Regions from separate parts of the Mus musculus genome. Here regions 2 and 3 are each linked to region 1. A link is a contact called in public HiChIP or PLAC-seq and capture Hi-C data. All regions are on one chromosome and are shown on one strand. Each heading gives the region's core, a stretch centred on a gene start, on an enhancer-like site or on the middle of the called end of the contact. The rest is flanking DNA. Distances are from core to core; before and after follow the strand shown. Region 1 overlaps Dab2 (disabled 2, mitogen-responsive phosphoprotein). Region 2 has its middle 15 kb from the start of Fyb. Region 3 has its middle 67 kb from the start of Gm16311.

Region 1 (4,214 bases), core at 82-2,581:
GTTTTTAAATAACCATAAACACAATTTGAAGGCAGGTGGGTTAGCTATCCCAGGATATTTTTGGATCATACATTCTAAAATTTCAGGACCAGAATAATATCTGTATAATACTCAAGAAACAAGTTTCTATATCAAATCCTATAGCAGAACCCAATATTACCAGGCATTTTTTATCTAGTGACCTCCTAGTTTGTGCACTAGTCAAGGTGTATTAAATGAGACTACACATTCTTATTTCTTCAGGGAGAGTTCTGGCTTTTTAGACAGTACTTTGGAAGCTCCCTAACCTTCAGTTTGCTAGGACACTAGTATTAATATAACAGGATTGGGTCTCAGGTCCCTGGTTCCTCTATAAACCTAACACTCAGCAAATAATAGAAAGTCTCATGTTATTTTTGTTTTGTTTTGTTTTGTTTTGTTGAGATGAAATCTCTTCATTTCCCAAGCTGATCTCTAACTTTTAGGCTCAAATAATCTTGTCTTGACCCCAACAGAAGCAGGAACTGAAGGGACACACCAGTATCATCAGCTTCTAGATATTTTTAAATGACCTCTTTATGTGTCTTTGTATTTAAGAGCAAAAAAATCTGCTCAAAACAAAATCAGCTGAACCATTAAGAACAATCTTTAATATTAATATTTATTATTTAGATGTTTAATATTTAGATATTTAATATTCTGAGCACAGGAAATAACAGTAAACCGTAGATAGATTAAAAAAAAAAGCATTAGCCATTGAAGTTAGCACAGTCACCAGGATTCTTGGAGACAAAGCTTGATGCTTTGTTGGCAAAATCGTATCCAGATTGAATAGATTGTATCAAGGAAATATGGGCCAGTAAGGTTCTCATGGTGACTGCCAGCCCTAAGGATAGACTGAGCACCAAAACAAAGGGCATATTCTACCAGAAAGGCAACCTAGAATCTAGAGGCAGCATTTCAGAATTGCAGCATTTAAACCGGTCTTGGGTTGAGTCTATGCAATCGTAATGCTGCCTTCTTCCTGAAGTCTGGTCTAGACATAGAAATGTAATCGACACAGGAGTTAGTCCTAGTGACTATAAACAATTGTTGCACACACCCCAGTTTGACTGCTCTGCACTGATGTGACAGGGCAGCTGGGTCCTTCTTCCTAAAACTCTTAAAACCTCAGCATGTGTCTGAAACCTGAGTTGGAGAAAGGTGGGGGCCACACTCAAGGGTTGGCTTTCTGGATTCTGTGAAGGCGGGGCTCTGCCGGGGAAGGGAAATCTCATTGGGGTTTATATCATTCAGCCACAAAGAAACCAAATAGCAGGCAGTATTTCTTGCACTGGTTTGTGGAAGAGGAAAGGCTTAAGGTTGTTTTTCCTCTTTTAAAGCATCCTGGTGTGGTTACAAGATCATAATTCTGTTGGGGTGTGTGACTCTGCATTTATAACCTAAAGTTTCAAATATATACACATCCTTATAAATAGCATGCTTGCTTTAACTCGGAACATTGCGTAGAGTTTTAAGGTGACTCATGGTACTTGAATAGAGAGTGAGATGTGTTTCCTAGGATTGTGTACACACACCCTAGGAGAACAACCAGAGCGTTGAGTATTGATTGTGTCTTTAGGTCCACACAGATGGGCAACACTTTCTTTGGGGTTATTTCCGGTGGGAACAGACAAATACAACTTGGCTAGCCCTGAAAACAAAGTGCTAAGATTTTTTTTAAATGTGATTTTATTTAAAAACTAGCTGAGAGCTAGGAAAACTAGCTTTGATAAAAGCATCTCACCTATCTTAAAGAAGGAGAGTCATTGAACACGAAACGCTTGGCGTGTGTGAGAGGACTGTAGCAAATACTCCTGCTTTTCCCCAGAAATCCAATGGTGATGTGGCTGAGTCCATTCACCACATCTGACTCTTCAGTTTTATTTTGTTGAAGTTTTGAAATTGTAATTGAATTTCCCTCCTTTCTTCCCATATACCCAGGCCACTCACGTTCATATTTATGCTCTTGTCATCAATTGTCATTGTGTCCATGCACGTATTATATTCCTGAATATATCCCGTTGAGTCGGCATAATGTTACTTAATATATATGTTTTGGGGGCTGATCATTTGGCACGAGACAGCCACTTTTTATGCTCCTCACTGGGGAAGACCGCTTCTCCAGCTCCCAGTTTTACTTGGTTCCCTGTAGTTCTTTGTGTAGGATTGCGGCCTCATGGGCTGCCCCCAAGCCCCTGACGTTTGACATGTTTATTGGTGCCTTTTTGTTCAGCTCAAGTTTGACTGTCATGTTCCCGACACTTTATACGTATAGCTTCTGATGTGACTAGGAGACACAATCTCCTTGATTTTTTTTCAACTCATAATCTTTCTGCCCCCTTTTCCCCAGTGTTTCCAGAGCCTGAGATGTTGGGATGTTTTGTAGATGTATCTGTAGGGACTGAGCTCCACAACCCTGCACTTTGATTGGTTGTGGTTTTCTTTCTTTTTTTTTTTTTTTTTTTTGGTTTTTTTCGAGACAGGGTTTCTCTGTGTAGCCCTGGCTGTCCTGGAACTCACTTTGTAGACCAGGCTGGCCTCGAACTCAGAAATCCTCCTGCCTCTGCCTCCCGAGTGCTGGGATTAAAGGCGTGCACCACCACGCCCTACTGGTTGTGGTTTTCTGTAGTAGTCTCTTTTGCAAAGAGCCATCTTGCAAAGTTCAAACATACTATCCATGTTAAGTTTACATGCCAAACGTAAAGTGTGCTTTATGTGTTCGCTATGGTGTTGTATCTGATCCATGAAACTTCTGTTCAAATCACTGCCCCAAAGCCCTGTGATAGATTCCAGTAATGCACATGTCAGTAGTTACATTTTTAAAAAGTATGCAAACATTAAAACTCTTCATGTAAGTTGTTCAGGCTTTAGAAAACTTTTGTTAGATTGCAGGATGAAGAAGACAGGGAGGAAATATAGCATCCCCATCTGATAATAGAAGACGGAGCTTTTCTGTTAAAGCTTGTTGTTGTTGTTGTTGTTGTTGTTCTACCCTGATATGGAGTTTCACTTTTTAGCCCAGGCTGGCTTCAAACTTAAAACCCTTGTCTCAGTCTCCCATGAAATAGACTTGTTCTATCTAAATCAACATTTCTAAAGTTGGTTTATTTAACTCACTCATCCTACTTTTCTGAGGGGGTTTGTTTATTTGTTTGTTGTTTGTTTGATTGGTTGTTTTTGTTTTTGAGACAGGGTTTCTCTGTATCACCTTGGCTATCCCGCCTCCCGAGTGCTGAGGCTAACAGGCGAGAGACAGAAGGCCTGGCAAATATTTTTAGAAATCTCCTTTTCAAATCTGGTTGGTACCCACTTCTGCTGCAGTTGCTGTGGCCTAGTGTTTTGAATTCTATCCCAGCTACCAATGATAAGTGGTATGGCTAAGATTGTGTTCTTTGAAGAAAGCATTCAAGTGACACAGGTAGCTTTGCTGTGACTGGCCCAGCAACAGCGTCACAGGGTGGAGAAGGAGGACTCGGGGGCATCCTGACACGTTCCCATGGACTCTCTCGTCAAAAAGCATTCACATTGTGCTTCTTACGCACTAGCGACTATATTAGAGACCCAAAGTACTAAAGTCTCATTTCACAGGGGTTAGAGAGAAGGAAGCCTGACATTTGAGCCATCTCTTCACTGTTCCCATCCTCTCCAAAGGAACTCTTCCTTCCCTATCCCCCGCCTGAGTCAAAGGACTTTAATCCATTGGCTTCTTCCCAGAAATGCTCTGGCTCAAGGGACAAACTTGCTCTTCAAGTTCCCAGTCACCTTTGAGCTGCAAAGTTCACAGTATGCAAGGAAGAGTAGTCTGTGTTAAGCAAGTTCACACCTCCCCGGAAAGCCATGTTCTCCTTTCTCCCAGAATTACAGAATTCTTTCTTATAGTCCTTTCCTCAGAATTTGAAGAAACCACTCGGGGCTTGTCCCACGAGTGAGTTTGCATATGTCTAAAAGGAAGACAAGAGCTAATAAGGAATGACATTACTTAAGATGGGTCTCAGTACTATGCCCCTGAGCTTCAAGATACAGTGGGTACCATATTGAGCTCTCTTCCTGCCTAGCTCCAATATACAGTGCAAAGGGGGAACAAAAGCATACAGGAAAATAAATACTGCCTTGCAAAGGAAATCTGTGCCCAAGAATCCTAAATGCAGAGCTCTGGTACAGCATACTATTCACTAGACCGAACCACTTGAAAT
Region 2 (4,240 bases), core at 1,184-3,683, 160 kb after region 1:
CCTGGGGTTCAAAGGTGAATAAGTTGTGAGTAATATTTCTCATGTTTCTCTATAAGATAGCTGTACTTGGTTATATTGAGAGCATTGCAGAAATATCATATCTAAAAACACCTAAGTCTGGTGATGTAAGATTAAAATGTGTGGGGTTTTTGTATTCAGGAGAACCTCAGCTTTGGAGCTCTGCTTCCTCTTCCTTCAATTCGGGGGGTGGGGGGGGTGACTCGGGGAGGGGGAAGACTCACAGAGCATTGCTACAGGTGACAGTGTCTCCAGCTGGTATTTATCTATTTATTTGTTTACTTACTTATTTAGTGTATGAGTATTTTTTTCTGCATGTATGCCCAGGCACCATGGGCATACATTGTCTATGGAGGACCAAAGACGGTGTCAAAGGACCTGAAACTTGAGTAACAGACAATTGTGAGCCACCATGTGGGTGCTGGGAATTGAACCTGGGTTCTCTGGAAAAACAGCCAGTGCTCTTAACCACTGAGCCATCTCAACAGCTCCTTGGTCTTTCTAATATAAAAGAAAGTCAAAGAAAGACAAAGAAAGACCAAGTGCTCAAAGAAAGTCAAACTTCAATCATCATTATTCCGGGGGCCTATTTGCTGCCATTACTTGCCACAGACTATCACGACTTTCCTGGGGTTCCTCTGTGCTCACTACCTACAAAACTCAGGCTTGCTCATCATGATGGTGTGTCCAGGATCCAAGTTCTGGAAGATAGAGATGTTATTTCTCCAGGAAAAAGGTTATCTCTTGATGCTTCTCCCCTTCATCTGGCCACTGACTTGGGGGAGATGCATTTACATGTGTGTGATCTGACATACATGCTCTTACAGCTCATGCAATCCATGGTTTCCAGTTTCCATGTGGATTTTTCAAGGTCATAATTGAGGTCAGTCTGTAGACTTCAGGAGAAGCAATGCCATGAAGGATAAGCCAGGAGGAGAATTTCGAAGGCTCATCACATCATGACTTGCAAAGCCAATGCCAGCTGAGGTCAGGCAGGTGACTTTCATGACGGGACCAAGTAGAGCAAGCCATGCCAGCTCTCTAGACCACTAATGGGATTAGACTCTCACAGGCAGCCAGACGTCTGTCTGAATGTGAAAATGCCCAGTCTACATTTCCCTTTTCAATGTTATTGTTGTTCTGTTTCTGTTTTTTTTTTAGTTCAAATTTACAGAAAAGCTTAAACAATAATTCCTGAAATCCTTCATTCTCATCATTTAAATTCATTCAGATTTTTAACATTTTGACGCATCACACGTGTTTATATAAATACTTCATAAACCACCTGAGTACATAAACTATGTAAAATGGAATAACTAGTTCTTAAATTTTTCAGTATGCATCTCTTACAAAATGATTATCAAGCCTACAAACCATAACAGTTGTATATTATTGATGGCTCATCTTGAAATTTCTTCATCTTGGTCCAAATTATTTTGGAATCCTTGTTTTTATTCCAAATCAAAGGTCTAATAAAGATTAAAACCTTGCTTTGGTTATGTGCTGTTGGCATAAATGTCCCCTGATGCTTTAAATACACACTTGAAATTTTTATACATGTATACAATGTATCTTGATCATATTCACCCTTTTTCTGCACCCAGGACTTTTCAGCACATCTCCTTCTCATTTCCAGGTGCTCATTTTCTAGTTATTAATTAATTGATTAATTAACTGAGCCCACAGAGTGCAATTAGTACTGCCAGTGTGCACATGAGTGTTAGGTCACCCACTGGAGCATGGGGGACCTGCTGTGGCCATACTCCTCAAAGCAAGATGATGCTCCTCCCTCAGCAGCCATCAACTACCAATAACTTGTCAACTGGGACAGGACAAGATTTAATGAATCAGGACATAACGATATTACCACGTGATAATATCGTTAGGAGGCGAGTGTGAGAGAATAATGTGACCTGAGCTTACATACAGATGTGCAGGAGTCCAGGTGAAGTTACGGGGAAGGCAGGAATTGAGAGAAGTGGGTGCTGTGTGCGACTATAGATGTCTTCCAAGTTAATAAAACAGTGTCACTTGCCACTGAGGGTTTGGAATATGGAATATTAAAGCACTTACCTAGAGTAAGTCTATAGGTTCAATACCCAGAACTCAAGAAAGTTTTAAAAAAATGTCTTTTTTTTTTTTTTTTTTAACCCTAAGGGTTGGAAACCCAATGAAATGCTTTAAGCAAATGTGATTCGTTTATCACAGAGAGATCGTGACAGGCCTACGGGGAAAGGATCCTATTTGAAGAAAAGCAGTACTGTAAGAGGCTGTGTTAGTGCCAGACAGGAAGACTAGAGGCAGTGCTCGGTGGGGGAGGGGAGGGCGAAATTCCAAAGATACTTGGGAGGCTGAGAGACAGGGACACGCTGACAGGAGGTAAGACTGTGAGTCAGAAAAAGGAGTCTAAAACAGATTGCCAACTCATGTGTCTCATGTCCGGTCGGCCGGACAGCCAGAGAACATTGACCGGTGTGTGTTCACTGGATCGGAAAGACAGGGACCAGGGAGCGTGAGGATAAGAGGTTAACAAGAAACACAGTGAGCAGTCAGGGGTAGGGTGCAAGCCAGATGGGGCCTCTCCAGGCACTCCAGCCCTATAGGGAACTTGCTATCCAAATCAAAGGGGTGGAGCCAGAAGGAAGGGGAGGAAACATTGCGGTTTTGCTGAAAGTCTTCCCTGTGTTCTCAGCTGACCTTGAGGCTTTCCTTTCCCCACTTTAAAAAAAAAAAAATCTGGTCAAGACATTCATCAAGAATGAAGAAACTGTGACTATTCTCGAATCTTCTATTTTAAACATTTAATCTTTTTTTTAATTTTCCTTATATTTTTCTATCAAATACTGATGTCATCAAATTGTACTTTTTGTGCAAAGAAAAACTCTAGATAAACCAAGTTAAACCATTCGTGTGGGAGGTCATAATTAGATATCAAATCCTTCCGTGTCTCCCCCCCCCCATTCCTATTCAAATTCATAGCCTCTTTTATTTTCACTGTTGCTACTTAGATATATTTCTAAATTCATAAATACAACCCGCTCGATCTGTATAATGGTACTCATATGTACATTCTTCTGCGCTGACATTTGTTATTGCCAGCCAGTCCGTGTGCATTTCCCTGGGAAAGAGTATCTCTCCTGGATTCAGCATTCCTTAGTCGCCTTTATGTCTTAATGTAGGGTTGAGACCTCATCACTATTTTTTTTTTTTTTTTTTTTTGTCCATGTTGATTCTGTTGTTGTTGTTAATATTTGGATATCTATGTACCTCAACTGTGTGCAGTACCCATGGAGAACAGAAGAGGGCACCACAATCCACGGGAACTGGGGGTCCAGCAGATGCTGAGCCACTGTTTGGGTACCCAGGTCCTCGGGATAAACAACCAGTGTCCTTAAGCAGTAAGCACTGTCTCCAGCCCTGGCCCTGTAGGTTTTTTAAAGTCTTATTCTCCAATGTAACTATGTCTCTAGGATCTTTAGAAGCTCAGAGATGGAAACTAACTCCGCCAGAGAGTTTTTTAAAAGAAAAGAGAAATGAGACGAATAATGTCGAGGTTTTTTTAAAAAGGACAAAATACAGAAGAGAAAAGCCACTGCCGTTTGGGGGGGGGTTCTTTGTTTGTTTGTTTGTTTTTGTTTTTTGGGTTTTTTTGTTGGTGGTGAGTTTTTTGTTTGTTTGGGGGTTTTGTTTGGGGGTTTTGTTTTGTTTGTTTGTTGTTTGTTGTTTTTGTTTTTGTTTGGTTTTTCGAGACAGGGTTTCTCTGTGTAGCCTTGGCTGTCCTGGAACTCACTTTGTAGACCAGGCTGGCCTCGAACACAGAAATCCACCTGCCTCTGCCTCCCAAGTGCTGGGATTAAAGGCATGTGCCACCATGCCCGGCTTGTTTTTGTTTTTGTTTTTGTTTTTCACACATTACATAGGAGCCAGTCCTGCACGGTATGGCTTGTGATGTTTCTCTCTGCGTGCAGAAGTCTTGAGGTAAGGAAGAAGAAGTGGCCACAAAAGCCAAAGGGAATCAGCAGACTTCACATTGTCTCCCCATTCCTACAGAACCCACTCCCCTCTCCATCCCCCGTGGGTCTGGGCACCATGCAGCCTAACGCCGCAGACTGTAAGCTCAGTGGAGGGAGGGATGTCTTTTTTGGATGAGCTGTGGTCGGGACATATTCGGTTCACAAAGCTCTTGACCATCACGAAGGCATCTCGAACTTTCCCTGAGACA
Region 3 (3,985 bases), core at 465-2,964, 160 kb before region 1:
TAGGTAAGGATGTGGAATCTGGGCCATGGCAAAGCAACAGCAGCTGGATATATGAGGGAGTTTGGAGTCTTTATTTGAAATGGGGATATATCAAAGGCTTCAAGTCAAATGAATACTTCATGGGTGGTTTCTTTATTTTTTTTCAACTTTTTATTAGATATTTTCTTCATTTTCATTTCAAATGCTATCCTGAAAGTCCCCTATACCCCCCTCCCACCCTGCTCCCCTACCCACCCACTCCCACTTCTTGGCCCTGGTATTCCCCTCTACTGGGGCATATAAACTTTGCAAGACCAAGGCTCCTCTCTTCCCAATGATGGCTGACTAGGCCATCTTCTGCTACATATGCAGCCAGAGATACGAGCTCCGGGGGTACTGGTTAGTTCATATTGTTCCACCTATAGGGTTGCAGACCCCTTCAGCTCCTTGGGTACTTTCTCTAGCTCCTCCATTGGGGACCCTGAGTTCCATCCAATAGCTGACAATGAGCATCTTTTTTCTTGTTGTTTTATAATAAATCTCTGGCATGAAAATTTAATTATTTCCCCTTTCTGTCACTTTTTTTTTTTTGCATTTGTACACATTCTACATAATCTCTTGGTTAGAATGAACAGATGAAATAAACATTGGGTGTTTTCTTGTTATTGAGGATGATCAGAAAACAAGCTGAAAAAGAGCCCAGGACATAAGGAAGTTGCTAAATACTTGGGTGAAGTTGGGCTTGATTAGACTGTGTTTCTCTTGTGTTTAGATCTATGCGTAGCCCAGGTAAGAAACTAGGCAGCCAGATAATCACTCAGGCATAATTAGAAAGAGAGCTGGTGAGAGCAATTGAATGGGATCAGGGGAATACACATGTGGGATGTCAGACAAGAAAATGAAGGCATGGTGACCCAATGTCTTGTCATTGGATGTTCGTGTCTGGAAATAAGCGAGGAAAGCAGAAATGGTTGACTTCACTTAGGTCACGTTGACTTTAGGGGACATTTAAGATCTTTGTAGGAGGCATGAGACTGGAGTTCAGAGCAGCCCAGTCAGGCTGAATGTGAGAACAACAGCGGGTGACCAGATAGATGAGTCTGGAAGGTCAGCGAGGACATGTGGGGACTGTCCAGTTACCCATGGAGAAAGATGACAGAGAGAAAAGAACATGTCAGTTAGAGGATCCAAAGAGGGCCTAACAAAGACAGCTGAGAGATGGGGTAGCTGAGGAATAAAATCAAGATAGCCTGGTACAAAGCCTATCAATCAGGATAGCCTGGTACAAAGCCTATCAGGATAGCCTGGTACAAAGCCTATCAGGATAGCCTGGTACAAAGCCTATCAGGACAGGATAACAAGGCAGCCGGACAAACTTCAAAGTTAACCATTAGAGAAAGGTTGATCAAAAATCAAGCTGAAGAAGAGCCCAGGAGATAAGGAAGTTGCTGAATACTCGGGTGATGTTGGGCTTAGAGTGTGTTTCTCTTACGTTTAGATTTTTAAAACGCTTGTTTAAAGGACCTTTTAAAGAGAACTCTCTTGTACCAGAAATCTCCACAAATGCAGATTTTTGAAAACATTACATTTTTTTTCCTTTAGAGTAAACAATTCTTGCCTAAATAAGAAAAAAGGAAGAGACATTTTTTTAAAAAACTCCTCTCTTAAGGAATATACGGTACACACAAAAGGCCATTACAAAAGCGGTGGAAGTGATGGCAGCAACTTTTCTCTGTAGGAAAGGAAATAACTCAGATTCAGGAAAAGTGGCTTGCTGAGAAAGCAGTTAGTCACATGTCTTCCCAAAGGAAGTGGAGAGATTGTGTGTGAGTGTGTGTGTGTGTGTGTGTGTGTGTGTTTCTTTAAGGCCATAGTTCAGTGGAAATAGATGACTATATTCACTTAAATAACGCTCTCTTCGGTTATGCTTAATGGAATGTGAGAATAAACAGCCACAACAATAGAATATGGTGGCAAGCCTTCCAACTGCCAATCAGATGGTCAGCTGAGGGAGCAAACATCCTACAGAATACGAGGAGTTCATGAAGTATTTTTGGGCTGCTCGATATCATCTCTTACGTGCACTTCCTTGAACACAACATCAAAAAGAAGTGATTGAGACAATATGGCCTTCTCCTCTGGTAAAGATTAGACTGATGCCTCATAGAAACATGTGATAGTATCCCGTATATTCTTAGATGAAACGCTATCAAGTCTGTGGTCCATTTGCCTCAGTCCCTTGGGGAGCTGGAATCACAGGTGTGCACTTCCATTGCCAGTTTACAGGTTTATGTCATCTTAGCCAAGGGATCGTGTAAACTGCGTACACATCCAGAAAGTATGAAGGAAAAGGGAAATAATTAAATTCTTACTTTTTTTTTTAGTCCCATGCTGAGGATTGTGGTAACTTTGTGGCATAGTGTGTGTCTTTTTGCCTTATTCTCAGAGAGTTAGAATGTTCCCTGCACACTGACAGGGATGTCCTGGCTCCTCGGTGTGTGGCTGGATGTTTTCTAATGAAAAATAAAGTGTCACCATTGATGGTGACACATGCCAGTCATCCCTGCACTTGGGAGATAGAGGCAGGAGAACCAAGAGTTCAAAGCCATCCTCAGCCATAGAATGGTTTGAGGCAAGCTTGACCTGCATGAGATCCCATCTCAAACAACAACAATAATAACAACAGAGAAATTAGATACCTCTGATCTTGGACTTTGTCTTAGTCAGGCTTCTATTCCTGCACAAACATCATGACCAAGAAGCAGTTGGGGAGGAAAGGGTTTATTCAGCTTACACTTCCACATTGCTGTTCATCACCAAGGAAGTCAGGACTGGAACTCAAACAGGTCAGGAAGCAGGAGCTGATGCAGAGGCCATGGAGGGATGTTCTTTACTGGCTTGCTTCCCCTGGCTTGCTCAGCCTGCTCTCTTATAGAACCCAAGACTACCAGCCCAGAGATGGTCCCACCTACAAGGGGCCTTTCCCCCTTGATCACTAATTGAGAAAATGCCTTACAGTTGGATCTCATGGAGGCATTTCCTCAACTGAAGCTCCTTTCTCTGTGATAACTCCAGCTGTGTCAAGTTGGCACAAAACTAGCCAGTACAGACTTATTCAATTATTTTTGAAATAAAATGTATGGGTGTGGCTAAACTCAATGATATTCTCTCAGGTGTCTCAGTGCAGACGGATCCATCTCTTACTCAACATGCCAGCTTTGGGCTCTCCTCTGAGAAGATGGTGTGCTAAACCATGCCAAGTGCAGAGAATGCTACCTAGGCCTTCTGCATTTCCCTGGAACTCTCTACTCTATTGTCACCTCAGAAATGGATTCTACTATTGTGGGAGTCCCTTCTACACCGTGGAGCCATTGTGTTAAATGCCCAGGTTTAGACATCACCACACAGGACTGAATTCCAAACTATGTGTTGTTATATATAAACTGCATTTATGAGAGGTACCTAGCCTACAGTGAGAAAAAATGGGATTGCCAAAATGCCTTCTTGACCATTGTGGAGACTGTACATGATACTACATGTCACATACTCGTCACATTGCTTGGAGCTTCGATGGAAGTTGAGCTTCGATGGAAAATGATTTGACTGTTTATAGTTAGTTACCCCGAACTCATTATTTAAATGGTAACTTATCCCATTTTTTGAAATCTCAAAGCCTCATAAAGCCTTTCCTTTTGTTAAGACCAAACTCTTTCTTCTTGTTTATTTTGCCTGCTAATCCTAAATCTCTTTCCTTAAGCACAGCTTGATACGTCCAGCTTCTGAAACACTTTAAGCTACTCAGTACCAAACGGTTGACTTCTGGGAACTAGATAAAGGAGACATAACCCCAGGCTAAAATAACACTAGGTCACGGAAGAGATAAGATATGCCTACAGATACATGGATAAGATGAGTATTTGAAGTATTTGGGTGTCCAGGAATACAAGCTGTAAATGAATCACTGTTTAAATGGAACTTGAGTGCAAAGTACAAAAACCAGTGATAA

Evidence for each region. HiChIP or PLAC-seq counts read pairs in DNA pulled down with a chosen protein or histone mark. Capture Hi-C pulls out chosen DNA fragments and counts their contacts.
Region 2: an H3K4me3 HiChIP or PLAC-seq map of bone marrow-derived macrophages shows a contact between it and region 1, with 2.6 times the contacts expected there. The contact joins two enhancer-like sites. A contact is called at or near these places in 5 of 484 Hi-C or Micro-C datasets (adipose-derived mesenchymal stem cells, bone marrow-derived macrophages, cortical neurons and 1 more), 3 of 115 datasets of contacts at active chromatin or transcription factors (bone marrow-derived dendritic cells, bone marrow-derived macrophages and stem cell-derived neural progenitor cells) and 2 of 9 other capture datasets (adipose tissue and liver).
Region 3: a contact with region 1 is called in a capture Hi-C map of bone marrow-derived macrophages, with 7 times the contacts expected there. The contact joins two enhancer-like sites. A contact is called at or near these places in 1 of 15 datasets of contacts at CTCF or cohesin (the NIH/3T3 cell line), 7 of 484 Hi-C or Micro-C datasets (the C2C12 cell line, the NIH/3T3 cell line, the Patski cell line and 4 more), 6 of 115 datasets of contacts at active chromatin or transcription factors (acute myeloid leukemia, bone marrow-derived macrophages, cardiomyocytes and 3 more) and 5 of 9 other capture datasets (adipose tissue, bone marrow-derived macrophages, embryonic stem cells and 2 more).

The regions. Positions count from the first base shown.
Region 1 is chr15:6,403,215-6,407,428 of GRCm38.p6, forward strand. The region is part of intron 1 of Dab2 (disabled 2, mitogen-responsive phosphoprotein); the gene reads left to right. Among named protein-coding and RNA genes, the nearest start is that of Dab2, 19 kb to the left of the region's middle. Within about 2 kb of position 1,332, at least 16 of the 459 cell types and tissues checked have an H3K27ac peak or open chromatin away from gene starts, as enhancers often do. A contact at or near this core is called in bone marrow-derived macrophages, where this site is marked.
Region 2 is chr15:6,562,733-6,566,972 of GRCm38.p6, forward strand. It overlaps a transcript of Fyb not described here. Among named protein-coding and RNA genes, the nearest start is that of Fyb, 15 kb to the right of the region's middle. Within about 2 kb of position 2,434, at least 158 of the 459 cell types and tissues checked have an H3K27ac peak or open chromatin away from gene starts, as enhancers often do. A contact at or near this core is called in bone marrow-derived macrophages, where this site is marked.
Region 3 is chr15:6,240,562-6,244,546 of GRCm38.p6, forward strand. No RefSeq gene overlaps it. Among named protein-coding and RNA genes, the nearest start is that of Gm16311, 67 kb to the right of the region's middle. Within about 2 kb of position 1,715, at least 7 of the 459 cell types and tissues checked have an H3K27ac peak or open chromatin away from gene starts, as enhancers often do. A contact at or near this core is called in bone marrow-derived macrophages, where this site is marked.